Linked DNA regions of Mus musculus: region 2 is linked to region 1. The links are chromatin contacts, called in public HiChIP or PLAC-seq maps. All regions are on one chromosome and are shown on one strand. Each heading gives the region's core, a stretch centred on a gene start, on an enhancer-like site or on the middle of the called end of the contact. The rest is flanking DNA. Distances are from core to core; before and after follow the strand shown. Region 1 overlaps Myt1l (myelin transcription factor 1-like). Region 2 overlaps Pxdn (peroxidasin).

Region 1 (6,045 bases), core at 1,237-3,736:
ATTGACACATGCCTATGCTATACCCTTGGGAGGTAGATGCAGAAGAATTACGAATTCAAGAAAAGTCTCAGTTACAAAAAGGGTTCAAGGCCATCTGTGGCTATATGAGACCGCTTGGGAAACAAAACAAAGCACACTTCTCTCCCCCTGGAAATAAACCCAGACTAAGTCCATTGCCCAGAGTTCCCCCTCTTGGGAGGCTGCCTGCAGCTACCAGGAGACATGAAGGCAGGAGACTGCTTTTGGCATGTTTTGCTCCTGAAAACCCACCTCCACACAGCCTTCCCTGCTGCTGGGGCTTCACATGGAACAGACAGTCCTATTCCCATGGCCCCTTCGTATGCTTTGCTAAATGCAACAGAGGTGATCTGTACAAGCAAGTGTACCATGTTGTACTTGTGCAAACATGAGATAGTGAGGCCATTGTCATGGGATGCCACAACTGCTTTACCGTCAGATTTTCTTTGTACAATTAGAAGGATCTCACTCTGAAATAACAGAAGTCTCCTACAGCCAGGCTCTGTAGTAGCTTCTTGCTCAAATTCACATTATCAGCATCATTTCTGTATATAATCATGCTGAGCTCAGACATGAGCCGAATTGCTGGGGTAGGGTGTTGTTTACAGCTTTGCTCACAATATACATGTAATATTTGGTGTGCCAATGTAATATGCATAATATCCCAGGGACAAGAGTCCTCTGCCATAGTATGGTCTGTAGGATCTCTGTTAGCTGTCAGCTAGGATCCAGCAAGGGGCATGTGTTGTATAGATCTGGACTAGTTTACTCGTGAATGGAGAGCTGAGGTCAGGTTAGGACTGGGTATCACATGTAATGACTGCAGGAGCTTCTGCACATTGCTCAGTTGCCTGTGCTAGTCAGGTAACTGAAATGGGAGCTTCTGGACTGCTGTTTTCCGAAGAGGGTATACCTGGACTCACCTCCATTCCCAGGGCAAGTTGGGCATGACTGTGGGCATGGGGAGCTGGTTGAGCCTCCTGCATACATTCCCAGATCTGGGCTTCCCAGAACAGCACTTTGCTCCAGCCTCAGGCCTGGCCCAGCCCCACAGAGAATGCATCCCCCAAAATATGGCCACTATTCCTTTCCCAGGAAAGCCTCTGGCCACTCTTGCGGCAGATTTTCAGAGGTGGGGAAGTTGGGCAGAGAGCTTCAGAATGTGGAGGACTGGGTTCCAGAGGCCTGCCGCCCTTCCTCACATTGTACCCGGGCTGTTGCCACAGGAAGGATCCTAAGCTACATGTTGTTTTTCACAGTCACCATCCCTGGGGCCCATGTGTCCGTCCCTTAATGGAGCTGCAGGGCTTTACTTGGGCTGAATCCAACAAACCATACACATCCTGTGCAATGCTTCTGGGACCCCAGATCACTTCTTCAGCTCAAGACCCATGGTTCCTAAATGTCCACACTGTCAGCTTAAGGTCTGCACACTGGTGTCTCCGCTCTGCATTTCTTCATTTACCCATGATACTCTCAGGTCTTATATTTCTGCTCCAGCACTGTGTATTGAGCACCCAACTTTTCTCACCTCATTATCTATTAAATAGAAGCATGTGCTTCAGGAAGCCTCCAGCCAGCACAGTCTCCACCCAGCTCAGGTTGCTGCTCTCAACCCAAGAATACCTGCAGCTCAGGGATCACATCCCCAGACATCACACCTATGCATCTCAGGCTCTTTCTAGACCAAGAGCACACCACACCAGGGATCTCAAGAGTGCTTTTGCAGACTTTGGTAAAATTGCATGTAGTCAATGATGGGGAAAAATGACACCAGATGACATTTCTCCCTCAAGATTGTGCTTTCATAATGTCTGATCTGGATTCCACTCATGAGAATGTCTCCAGTTTTACCTGTTTTCTCTCCGATGAGGATTATAGAACCCCTTTCTAGTGAGTTCCCGGGTCTGACCTACACTGCTTCACCACAACAGATATTAAGTGCTGCCCAGCGGCTCTGTCTATCAGCAGCTGGTTCAAGGACCCCTGAAGTAGAGCTCCAGCCTTCTTAACTCTTTGTAGTTCTTAGGAGAAAGCCAGATGCATTCTGGGCTACACGGCCTCAGTCTAGGTCTCAGGTATTCACTGCCCAGAATTCCAAAACTCTTCCTTTGTACAGTTGTAAGGGGAAACAAAAGGCAAATAAAAACTGCCGTCTCACATTGAACTGAGCAGAAGTCCTAGAAATAACAATTTTATGTTGCTTCTCTGTCTTCAGTGAATAAATCCACCTGACGGGAAGGGTAAATAACAGCGTTACTTAAGGAGGTGAAGCCTGGGTGGGAGTTTGGGAAACTGTATCAGGAAATAGACCCAAAGAATGCTGCATCCTGCTCAAATAGCTCATTCAGTTCCTGTCATTCCAAACCTATGAGTGCAACTCCTTATGGGTCAAACTTGGAATTGAGCCCTGATCTTAGCTCAGACCTCTGGGTAGTGACTGATTCCTTGCAGACATGCTGCCATCTGCTGGTTACTCGCTCAGTCTCCTCTTTGCCTAGCAGTGGGCCAGACTGACCTTGAGATACTGAGGGATCCATACCCATCAGCTTCAGGGAAGGAACACATAGGCAGCCTCCATGCCACAGAAGGTAAGTTCCAAGCAAAGGAGCTCACACAGTCTGCTGTGGAAGCTCTTTCTAGTAAAGACAGGTGGCTTCTGGGCTTTGATTTGTAGTTTCAGTATTGAGAAATTCTGGGGAACCCATACTCAATGCCCATTTCCCCATTCCTCCTTGCCCGCGGTCCCACACATCTGGCACCAGACATCATTTAAGGACACAGCAAGGATTTCAGTGGCTGCACAAGGGGGAAAGAAGGTCCCCAGTCTTTATCAGGCCATTAGTTTCCTGGAGAACCTTCAGCTGCACATGGAGAGCTAAACTTCCAAGGGTGTGTATGATGAAAGTGGGCAGGACATGATCATGAGGAGCAAACACGAGATCTGGAAGAAAGCCCAGGGAAACATGCAAGACGAGGGTTTGCTCAGCAAAACCAGGTTTTCCTAGATTCAGACTTCTAGAGGCTTCCAGAGATGGGGCCAGCATCCATTGTCTGTGTGAGACATCTCTCTTCCACGAGCCTTTACCATTTTGCATGTTATATAACATTGCTGTGTGATCATCCACCCAGATGCAGGTTCTTGCTCCCTAAGTGGCTTAGCCTTTTCAGTCTATGGAAACCCTGCCAGCCTCCTCAGTCTCATAAACAAATACTCCTTCCAAAACTTGGGGACACTAAAGAGACTGGTGTTCATCTAAGAGGTCACTGGTGGAGTTACTGAGCAACAGTGATCATAGAAACACCATCAGAGTGTCTAGAACCTTGCTAGGAGTTGGGCATAGTCACACATGAAGCAGGCCTCAAGATCAGCCTGGGCTACAGAGATGCCCAGTCTTAAGAAAAAAGTCTGGTATGGTTGTCGAATTTCACATCCCCATCTATTCACCTGACAGTAGCAGACCATGGAGCGGTTCTGAGTGAAACAGCACTCTCCGGACAAAAGGAGGCCCTATAGAGAGCAGCAGTAGTGGCTGACAGCCCGTCCAAGATGCTGTGCTCCAGCACGTGCTGAGCACCAGCTTGAGTCCTCTGTCCTCTGTAGCTGTCCACATGCTCCCTGAGTGAGAGATGATTTTGGCAGGGTTCCTAGAAGATCTGGACTCCAGACGTGGCTGACCACTGTCTCCCTCACTTGGGATCTAACACCTTTGTTCAAACAGAGATAGAAACTCTGGCAGCTATTGGTCTTATAGTATTTAATTGCTGAGTAAGGGCAGGTATAGAGGAGGTGGAACTGGGTAGTCTTGAGTTTGGGTATGGCCAGTATTAGAGTGATAGGCAGAGGCTGATGGCTGGAGACATGAGTTATCCGCTGAGGGCACTGGAGTTGAGGACAGTGCTCTGATGCTTGTAAAGCTGCCACTATCAAGGAGAGCACCTGGAAGGGCTATGGAAGAGGCCTAGAGAGCAGTGGTTGCAGGTACAGGGGAGCAGGCTTGGGGGACAACAGGGCTGGGGTCGTTCAGTGGGTACAGGAGAGAATTCCCGAGGCTTCAGAAACAGACACTCCACTGTTTCTAATTTCCCAGGCCTTCCTCTCCTCCCCTCCCCTCCCCTCCCCTCCGCCCTCCCCTCTTCCTGGATTTCAGCTTGGAAAGGTTGCAATTTCTAATGGTTTATTGTTTAATCTAACACTATGTGTCATTGTGAGGATATCTAGAGTGACCAATATCTACCTCTGTTGATTTCAGCAGAGGTGAGGGACAAGTTTGCTGGCAGACTTTGAGAAAAGACAGGTTCCCAGGGAGAGAACTTAGCCTGAGGCTGCAGGGTCAGTAGCCTGGATGACTGTACCAAGCTTCCCATCACAGGTGCAGGAACCCTTTCTTGCCTGGGTCCCATCCGTATCTCCTAGGGGAGGATTTCTCGGAGAAAGCATGAGGGAGCTTTAGTCACTTCCTGGTTTCTCAACAAGGTCTTCCCTTGACATGCTCAGGATCTCCACCCTGTGAACTTTTTTTGCTTGCTTTCTTTGGTAATATTCTTTCTTTCATTTTCTCAGATTTCTGGTTTTTTTATAGTCCCTTCCCCAGGAACTCTTTAGTGGTTTTTACTAACGCTCTGGAACCATTCATTCTTCTGAAATATAGTTATGCCATTTTGTTATCTCTTTACAATTTATGCCTTCAATTTGGCATCTTAACTTTACACGTAATCCTTCCTTTGTACTTAGGTCTTAAAGATAAATCTACTCTCTGTCCCCTTGGGTTATAAATATAATAGACTTTAATACCCTTTCCATCTTTCCTGCCTGATGACAAATGATAAGCTTAACAAGATTTCTCTTGCTTCCATGGTATTTCTGGGTGTTGTGTGGTTGGTTTATTTGTTTTCTATTCCCCTCTCCTTTCTGGGTTGGTTTGCTTCAGCTTCTGTCAAGAACTGGAGCACTCTCCTTAACTGGCTGTGGTGCTTGGCTCTGGTTACCTCTAATAGGTGCCAGTGACCATCAGCATTTTTTGCCTGGCTGCTGGCTCTAGTGGGGAGCCAGGCTCCTTTTCCTGAGAACTGGACTTGGCAGACTGCAGATTCATAGGAGTGGTCAGCTGGAATCTGAGGCCAAGAAGGAGGTAGGGCCTCTCCACTGTAACTCTTGGACCTGCTTTCTGTAGAAATTGCCTGTCTGCAGCCTACAGAGCACTTGTTCCCAAAGTTCTCTGCTCTCGTTTTGCAAGGGTGCAGGAAGCACGTGGCCCAGCCTTCAAGAGCCCACCTGCCCTGGTAGAGTTTCAGCTGGCCTTTACCTCAACACCCTCCGAGGCATGTGGGTGTGGGAGAATGTCAGCATGTGTTCTTGTTTTCCTTCTTCTTCCATTTCTTATTTCCACATCCCCAGCTCAGCTGCTCAACAGGAGGCTGAGCCTGAACTTGTCTCATCTTTACATGTGCCAGTGTCTGTGGGTGGGACGTGTTCTCTTTCTTCACTGTGTTTTGCAGGTTCACTATGAGAATCAGCCATGTTAGGGTTATCATGAGATCCAGTGAGAACAAGTGTGTATCAGTCTTTGGAGTGTCACCAGGATTCTCAATAGAGGTGATACATAAAACTTTCTGCTGGGCAATGTGTACCTGTAACTTCCTACACTGTCCAAGTGCTTGTGTATCTCCAATCTTGACTGACAGAGCTGGTCCCTTTTAAGGGGGAGTGACTCATCAACTTAGTCGGGTACTACCTGAACACCTTGGCCTAAGTGTGGCCCTGCATGGGTTCAGGGGGTTCAGTGATCTCAGAGTCTCTTTATACAAGGCAGGCTGGTTGCTGACCATAGAGGGACGTTCAAAGTGTCAGAGGACACAGCAACAAGACTCAAAGGCCCTGAGAACAGCTCCAAGTGTTTGTACTTAAAGAACAAGAGCTTGTCTCTGGCCAGGTCTTCATCTGGGTCCTCCCAGGCTGCCCCTAACCATGACTCTCACAGGCAGCAAGAGCAGCCCCCTTTGCTTCTCTTTTTCCCTGTTCAGGCT
Region 2 (6,045 bases), core at 2,451-4,950, 97 kb before region 1:
CCATTATTAGGTTCTCCAGAGCTAACATCAAGACCTCTCACACCTGCAGGCTACCCTCTAGCTCCTTCCTGTAAGTTACAGGGTGGCATCGGCATTGCATAGCGCGTTTGCTGTGCTTCCTGGTGGGGCTGGTTGTTATCCTTTGTGGGCAGGACTCACGGGGCTCAGTGCACAAGCACTCGCATGAAGCTGCTCAATAGGTTAAATGCTAGCTATGCTAATGCAAACTCACTCAAGGTTTGTCCTCTTTTGCATAGTATTTTGTTCGATACAAGGTGCAGACTAAGATTAGAACGAGGCTGCAAAAGATCTTCTAGTGACATCTTAACGTGAGACATCTGCGGTGATAACTGCCATCGAGAAGTGCACTGTACTCACAGTAGGACAAAATGTGACATTAAGCGCATGGAGTTTATGACCACACTTGGCTCAGTGGTTGGTGTGAGCATCTTCTGTACTGAACTTCCACCCACACTTTATAGTGTACATCTACAGGGTAAAGCAACCCTCTAGCCTTGGGTGCCTCCTACGTTCATCAAGAGGCAGAGTGCGTGGACTTACCAACCTATATAGCTAAGGCTCAAGGCTAGGTGCTTTTACAATAAAAGATAAAACTGGACATTCTTCCCTCAGACCATGTCACCGTTCACTAAGCAAAGCAATCACAAACAATTCCCACAACGAGGGGCAAAGGCCACTTTCCCCGTTCTCAGGCAAAGCAGCAGTAATGGGGACACAGTGAGGGCAGGGCAGGGTGCTGGCAGCATGTACCTTCACAACAGTCCTGCCACACTCGCAGGTCCACCCTGGGGATGTCCTCACAGCTGCTATAACCGTGGGGGAACTCTGCCACCCTGAACACATCCTGCTGCACACGGGTGATGTTGTCTGAGTTGTCACAAAGGATCCTCGCCAGGGACGTCTGCTTGAGCTGAGTCAGCTGGGCGGGGGAGAACACGCCTGGGTTCTCATACCACAACCTGGACTCCGGGGATGACAAGAGCAGGGTCAGTGGGGTCAGCAGAGGGCAGGGAGAATGTCAGCCACAAGGATTCAAGCCAATATGGAAATCATGGATTCAGTTAGCAGGAATTAAAAAAAAGTATATAGCCACCATTGTTCAAATTCCCACCCAATAAATGAGAGAAAACAGCAAGAAGATGGCTACTCTTGACAAAAGGATGGATAGTGAAACTTCTAACTAAACTCCTCAGCTGATTCTTTGGCCTCTTTCCCATTTCCTAAAGTAAATTAACATTATTAAAAAGAAAAAAAAATCATCTTGCCAAAAGCCTCAAGTCTCAGTAAAGTTGTTAGGGTGCACATCTGAGCATGAGGCCAGCCCAAGCTATACAAGTGAGACCCTATCTCAAAAACCCAAACAAAACAAACAACAATGCTCTAATCCTGGTACTGCCTGGGATGGTCAAAAGGCTCCTGGAAATATATCCGTTCTCACTGGCTCCAGAGGCCAATGGTACCTGGGACTCAGGTGTGTTAGCCTGAAAGGGTAAGGTGCCAGGCAGCCTTGAGGAGGTACGGAGCCATCTGAAGGGCAGCAAGTGGGAAGGGGCTCTCCCTGTCCTAAGCAAGCACAGGTCCTCTCTGCCCCAGATCCACACCAACAGTGTAAGACAAGGTTTTCTAGCACCCACCTGTCTCCATCCCGCAGGCGTCGGAACTGTGTGCTGAGCAGGCACATGAGTGTGGGCCCCAAGCGGCTGCCAGGTACTAGGTCTTCTACCATGAGGGCTGGGAACAGATCAATGTTGAGAGTCGAGCCATACAGCCTGCAATAGACAAGGACAAAGTTGAGTGTGCTCATCATAGCTGCCTGGGATATGAAACACTGCAAACAGGAAAAAGGCCCCCATACATCCTCCAGACATTTCCTGGACAAAGAGAGCTCATTGCTATTTCTTTAAATCTTCTTTAATCACATTTTAAAGAATTTTCCTCTTTTCCTTGTATATATGAGGGATATATATATATATATATATATATATATATATATATATATATATATTTACTTATAAGTGATTTGAAAGCCAAAAACATAAGAAAATTAAGACATAATTCTTTCCTGTGCTCCAGGGAGAATCACCCAAGTTCATGAGGCAACCTATCTATCTCCTCACACCTATCCTTTTCCTTAAGTATAAGAACAATGAATAGTCTAATTGAAAAGAATAAGATTAAACCCTACAGTATAGAGAAATGTATTTGTCAATGGAAATGCTGGTTAATTAAATAGGGTAGATATCTAACATGAAGCTTAAACATTATCAAATGTTTAACAAGCATTCTCTTAGGTCCTCCATGCCCTGGGAATATGTATGCCCATACAGAAAGATACAGAAAGAACCAGCAATGCCAAAAGACTTTTGTTTTCTAGCCTTGTGCAATTTTCTAAGAGCTTACAAGGCACCAGGTAGTCTTGGTTCCAATTGCTGCAAGAGACTGTGCTGGAGTCTGAAATAACATCTTCCAACCCCTACGCCCAACCCTCCATTCCCCACCAGGCTTGGAGCGACAGTGGAGCACCCTATAATCTATCGGAAAAGACATACATTCATCTCCCAACATGACAAACATTCCTCTTCCATCAAATCTACTCTCATCAAGCTGCCATCTAGCTTGTCCAAGCACAAACTGTGGTCACTGACATTCAGGGACAAGCACCCTGGCCTTAAGCCTCCCAGGCCTTACTGGAAGTCACCTGCCATGAGGACAGAGAGGGCTGCTGGCTTTGCTGCGCGGGCACCAGATGACAGTGTCACCTCAGGATGCCTGCTCTTTGCCCTCCCGTCTGTAAAGGGGTAGCAGAAGGCTGAAGGATATGTTTCAGGTCTGCTGGGGATGCTCTCCATGGCACTACAGAGCCTCCCCCCCGGAGGGGGGGTAGCCTGTGGACCCCACCAGGGAGAGAAGCCCAGATTCAGCCCACGTCTTCATCTCCAGGCTGCCCTGAAATGTAAAACTTCAACAGGCTGCCAGGACAGTAGACGACAGCTGCGTTCCCCAAGGCCTGCTGAAAATCCTGGCAGCCCAGGCTTTCATGGCCATTCAGCTCTCCTCCCAGTCACATCTCATTTTTTCCTCTTTGTAATTAGTTCACAGAAAGAATAAATGACTAGTGTATGTGTGTATGTGTGTACGTGCGCGTGCATGCGTCGTGTCTTTGCCAAGGTCTCTCCCCTTACAGCTGGTCCAGGCCCACCATCTCCAGCAGCAGCAGTGGCAAGATTACCAGAAACCAAGAAGTTCTGAAATATTTTGGCAAGCAAAAGCAAAAATGAACTGGGAAAGCCATCCGTGGCCATCTGGATGGGGACATGATGCCCCATGAAGTAGTCAGTGAGCATAAATCCCAATTAAGCATAACGGTGACAAAAAGATATATTGTCCCCGTGGAGAACTCGCGTGCTTCCCTCGCCAATAATCAAATCCCATTATGTAAGTGCACTGGAGCACAGGGAGGCAGCTGTCATTCAGAAACTGCAGTATCTCACAAGGGAGACCTTCCTGCACGCCTCAGGTCTGAACAGCCCCTAGGAGGCAGAAGGTCCGAAGAAGCCTGGCCCTAGATGAGATAACCAAATCCCGAGCAGACCAGTTCTATCCTCTGAGTGGTGGGTTATTCATCTCCCATGAAACTTCCACATCTGTTATTCAGCTCCCAGGCCAGCTCTCCTCTTGTATGAGCAATAGCCACTCATGCATGAGTCACACTATAGGTGGAGAGCCAGGCCCAGGAGGCTGGCCAGTCTGAGGCCCATTTGCCATGTGACTTTACTGTCCCAGCTAGGAAAGTATAACTGCTATCTCAACAGAAAACTCCTTACAGTTTACAAAGTCTACCTCCTGAGCACAAAGAGGTGGGCAAACACGACTACCCCAACCCTAGGCTGGCTCTGTATGTAGCATCTTGGCCAGCAGACCACAGGCTGTCCAATCTCAGTCACCACAGATTTCTCTCACCACTGAAGCTTGAACCTAGAGACGGTGACATCACAGTTCACAGCCAAGGTCTCTTGACATCTACATACCTATCAAGGTGCCTCAGTTTACCAATACCCACCTCTGCAGTTTCTCCCGGATCACAGGGCTCTTGATCTCATTTTTCAGGTCCTCAAAGGTGTAAGCAGCCGACAAGTTGCAGTAGACTCTGTAGTCATGGTAGGGTGGGATGCCATGGTCCCGGCCTCGCTGGATATTGATGGCAGCCAGGTCCAGGGCCACTGTGTGGGCCATGGAGAACAGCCTCTCCGTGAGCTCTGTGTTCAGCAATTGAGAGGGAATGCGCATCTTCCCTGCCACTCCAAACAGCCCTCGGAGAAGTGGGTCGATGCCCCCCTCGTTGACAATCCGGAAGGGCGAGAAGAAGGCTTTGTGGAGGGGCACATGGCCCTGAGGGATGGGCTCAAAGTTCTCATCCAGCCGGTAGAGCAGAGGGTTGATCAGAGTGTGACCGAACCTGAAGGCTGCAGTGGCAAAGGCATTAAAGATGCCAGCATTGACACTGGGGTCGTAGCCCCGGTACTCACCGAGCATCTTCATGCCCACCTCCCCCAGGATCTTGGGCAGCCAGTGCCGGTAGGTGATGTGCTGTATCTCTGCCCCGACTATCTTGCGGGTCTCATGGTAGACAGTGTCCCCATCCCAGTGCGGGTTTAGCTTCAACAGCTCTGCTGCAATGCGGTTGTGCTCCCGGAACCACAGCGTATGCATGCTGGTCAGGCCAAGCTGCTCGTTGGCACGGTGGTCGCCGGCCAGAAAGCATGGTATCGGGCTCTCGTTCTCATCGCGCATGCACTCAGTGGGTGGCCCGGTGGCAAAGGGAAGCAGGGGCTTGCCAGACCTCTGCACAATGCCCTGACGCAGCAGGCCACGGTGGCTGGCCAGGTCCCGGATGCTGCGGGCTTCGTGGTCTGTGCTGCCGTACACATTGGAGGCATCGATGTAGGAGGTGAGCTGGTTGATCTGCTCTCGAGGGTACACAGAGTTCATGAGCAGGGACGTCATGCCGCTGCCACACACGGGGCTCGATCGCACGAAGAACATGCATCGGGCGCCACTCCGCACCCGGGGATCATTGGGGGGGATCATGACCGAGAAACAGGGAGGGTCATTGCTGCACACAGAGCTGCAATGCTGGCCGTCAGAGAAGCGGGCCTGGCTCAGGGCTACCACTGTAGAGTCTAGGTCATGGTCAAGGAACTGGCCCCATTGCATCAGCATGTGTGTAAACTGCTCATCGGGGGTGATCACCTCTGTCCCAATCAGTGTGGTGGACACCAGGCGGGGCATGGGTAGTACATGCCCATTGTACTGACGCTGGGAATTAATGCCCCGGGGTGTGTTGAACCCATTCTCATACACAGCCTTCAACAGGCGCTCAAAGGCGGTCAGTGAGGCACCCCACATCGGGTGCTGTAGATTGTTGCACGTGCCATCGTGCGTCCTATACTTCTGGTGGAAGCACATGTCTGAGCAGTTGTTCACGCGGCGGTGTGCAGTGCAGCCTGACAGGTTGGCGATGAGGCTCAGGTACTGCGGGGACACCAGATCATTGTAGTGGTAACCTGCAACACAGTAGAGAAGTATTGGCTTCTACCAGCCATGGTGCAGACCACTGCCTTCAGAGTCTCCGCTGGTGCCTGCAGATGCTCTGGCTGCTGATTGGGTGGAGTATTCCCTTCCTGCTCAGCTCACTGTTTGCTGACAGTCTTGACGCCTTTCCATCAGGTCTATGGTTTTACACGACTAGCTCTAATAAAGTGATTCCTCAAGAAACCCAGCACATTCAGAGGTCCAAAACTGAGGGCCTTCAGCCTACCTCATATTGTTCCATGGAACAGGCAGAGAAGCACCTCCACACCAGCCCTAGGTCCTCTCCTTGTGGAAGAGCTTCCCTATGCCCATCAATGTTCACTATAGTGACTAAATATACCAAAGCACCTGTCTTCAGAGTCCATCCTATAGCCACCTGCAAGTATGAGTCAGACACTTACAGGGGCCTCAGACTCCTGCCACCCTCTCCTT

What was found. HiChIP or PLAC-seq counts read pairs in DNA pulled down with a chosen protein or histone mark.
Region 2: an H3K27ac HiChIP or PLAC-seq map of embryonic fibroblasts shows a contact between it and region 1, with 11 read pairs. The contact joins two enhancer-like sites. A contact is called at or near these places in 2 of 484 Hi-C or Micro-C datasets (cerebellum and embryonic fibroblasts), 1 of 115 datasets of contacts at active chromatin or transcription factors (embryonic fibroblasts) and 2 of 9 other capture datasets (adipose tissue and liver).

Annotation. Positions count from the first base shown.
Region 1 is chr12:29,903,677-29,909,721 of GRCm38.p6, reverse strand. The region is part of intron 21 of Myt1l (myelin transcription factor 1-like); the gene reads right to left. Among named protein-coding and RNA genes, the nearest start is that of Gm46346, 8.6 kb to the left of the region's middle. Within about 2 kb of position 2,486, at least 46 of the 459 cell types and tissues checked have an H3K27ac peak or open chromatin away from gene starts, as enhancers often do. A contact at or near this core is called in embryonic fibroblasts, where this site is marked.
Region 2 is chr12:30,001,461-30,007,505 of GRCm38.p6, reverse strand. Pxdn (peroxidasin) reads right to left here. Exons shown (of 23, transcript NM_181395.2): 17 at 4,082-5,585; 18 at 1,656-1,790; 19 at 772-980. Among named protein-coding and RNA genes, the nearest start is that of Gm15691, 55 kb to the left of the region's middle. Within about 2 kb of position 3,700, at least 82 of the 459 cell types and tissues checked have an H3K27ac peak or open chromatin away from gene starts, as enhancers often do. A contact at or near this core is called in embryonic fibroblasts, where this site is marked.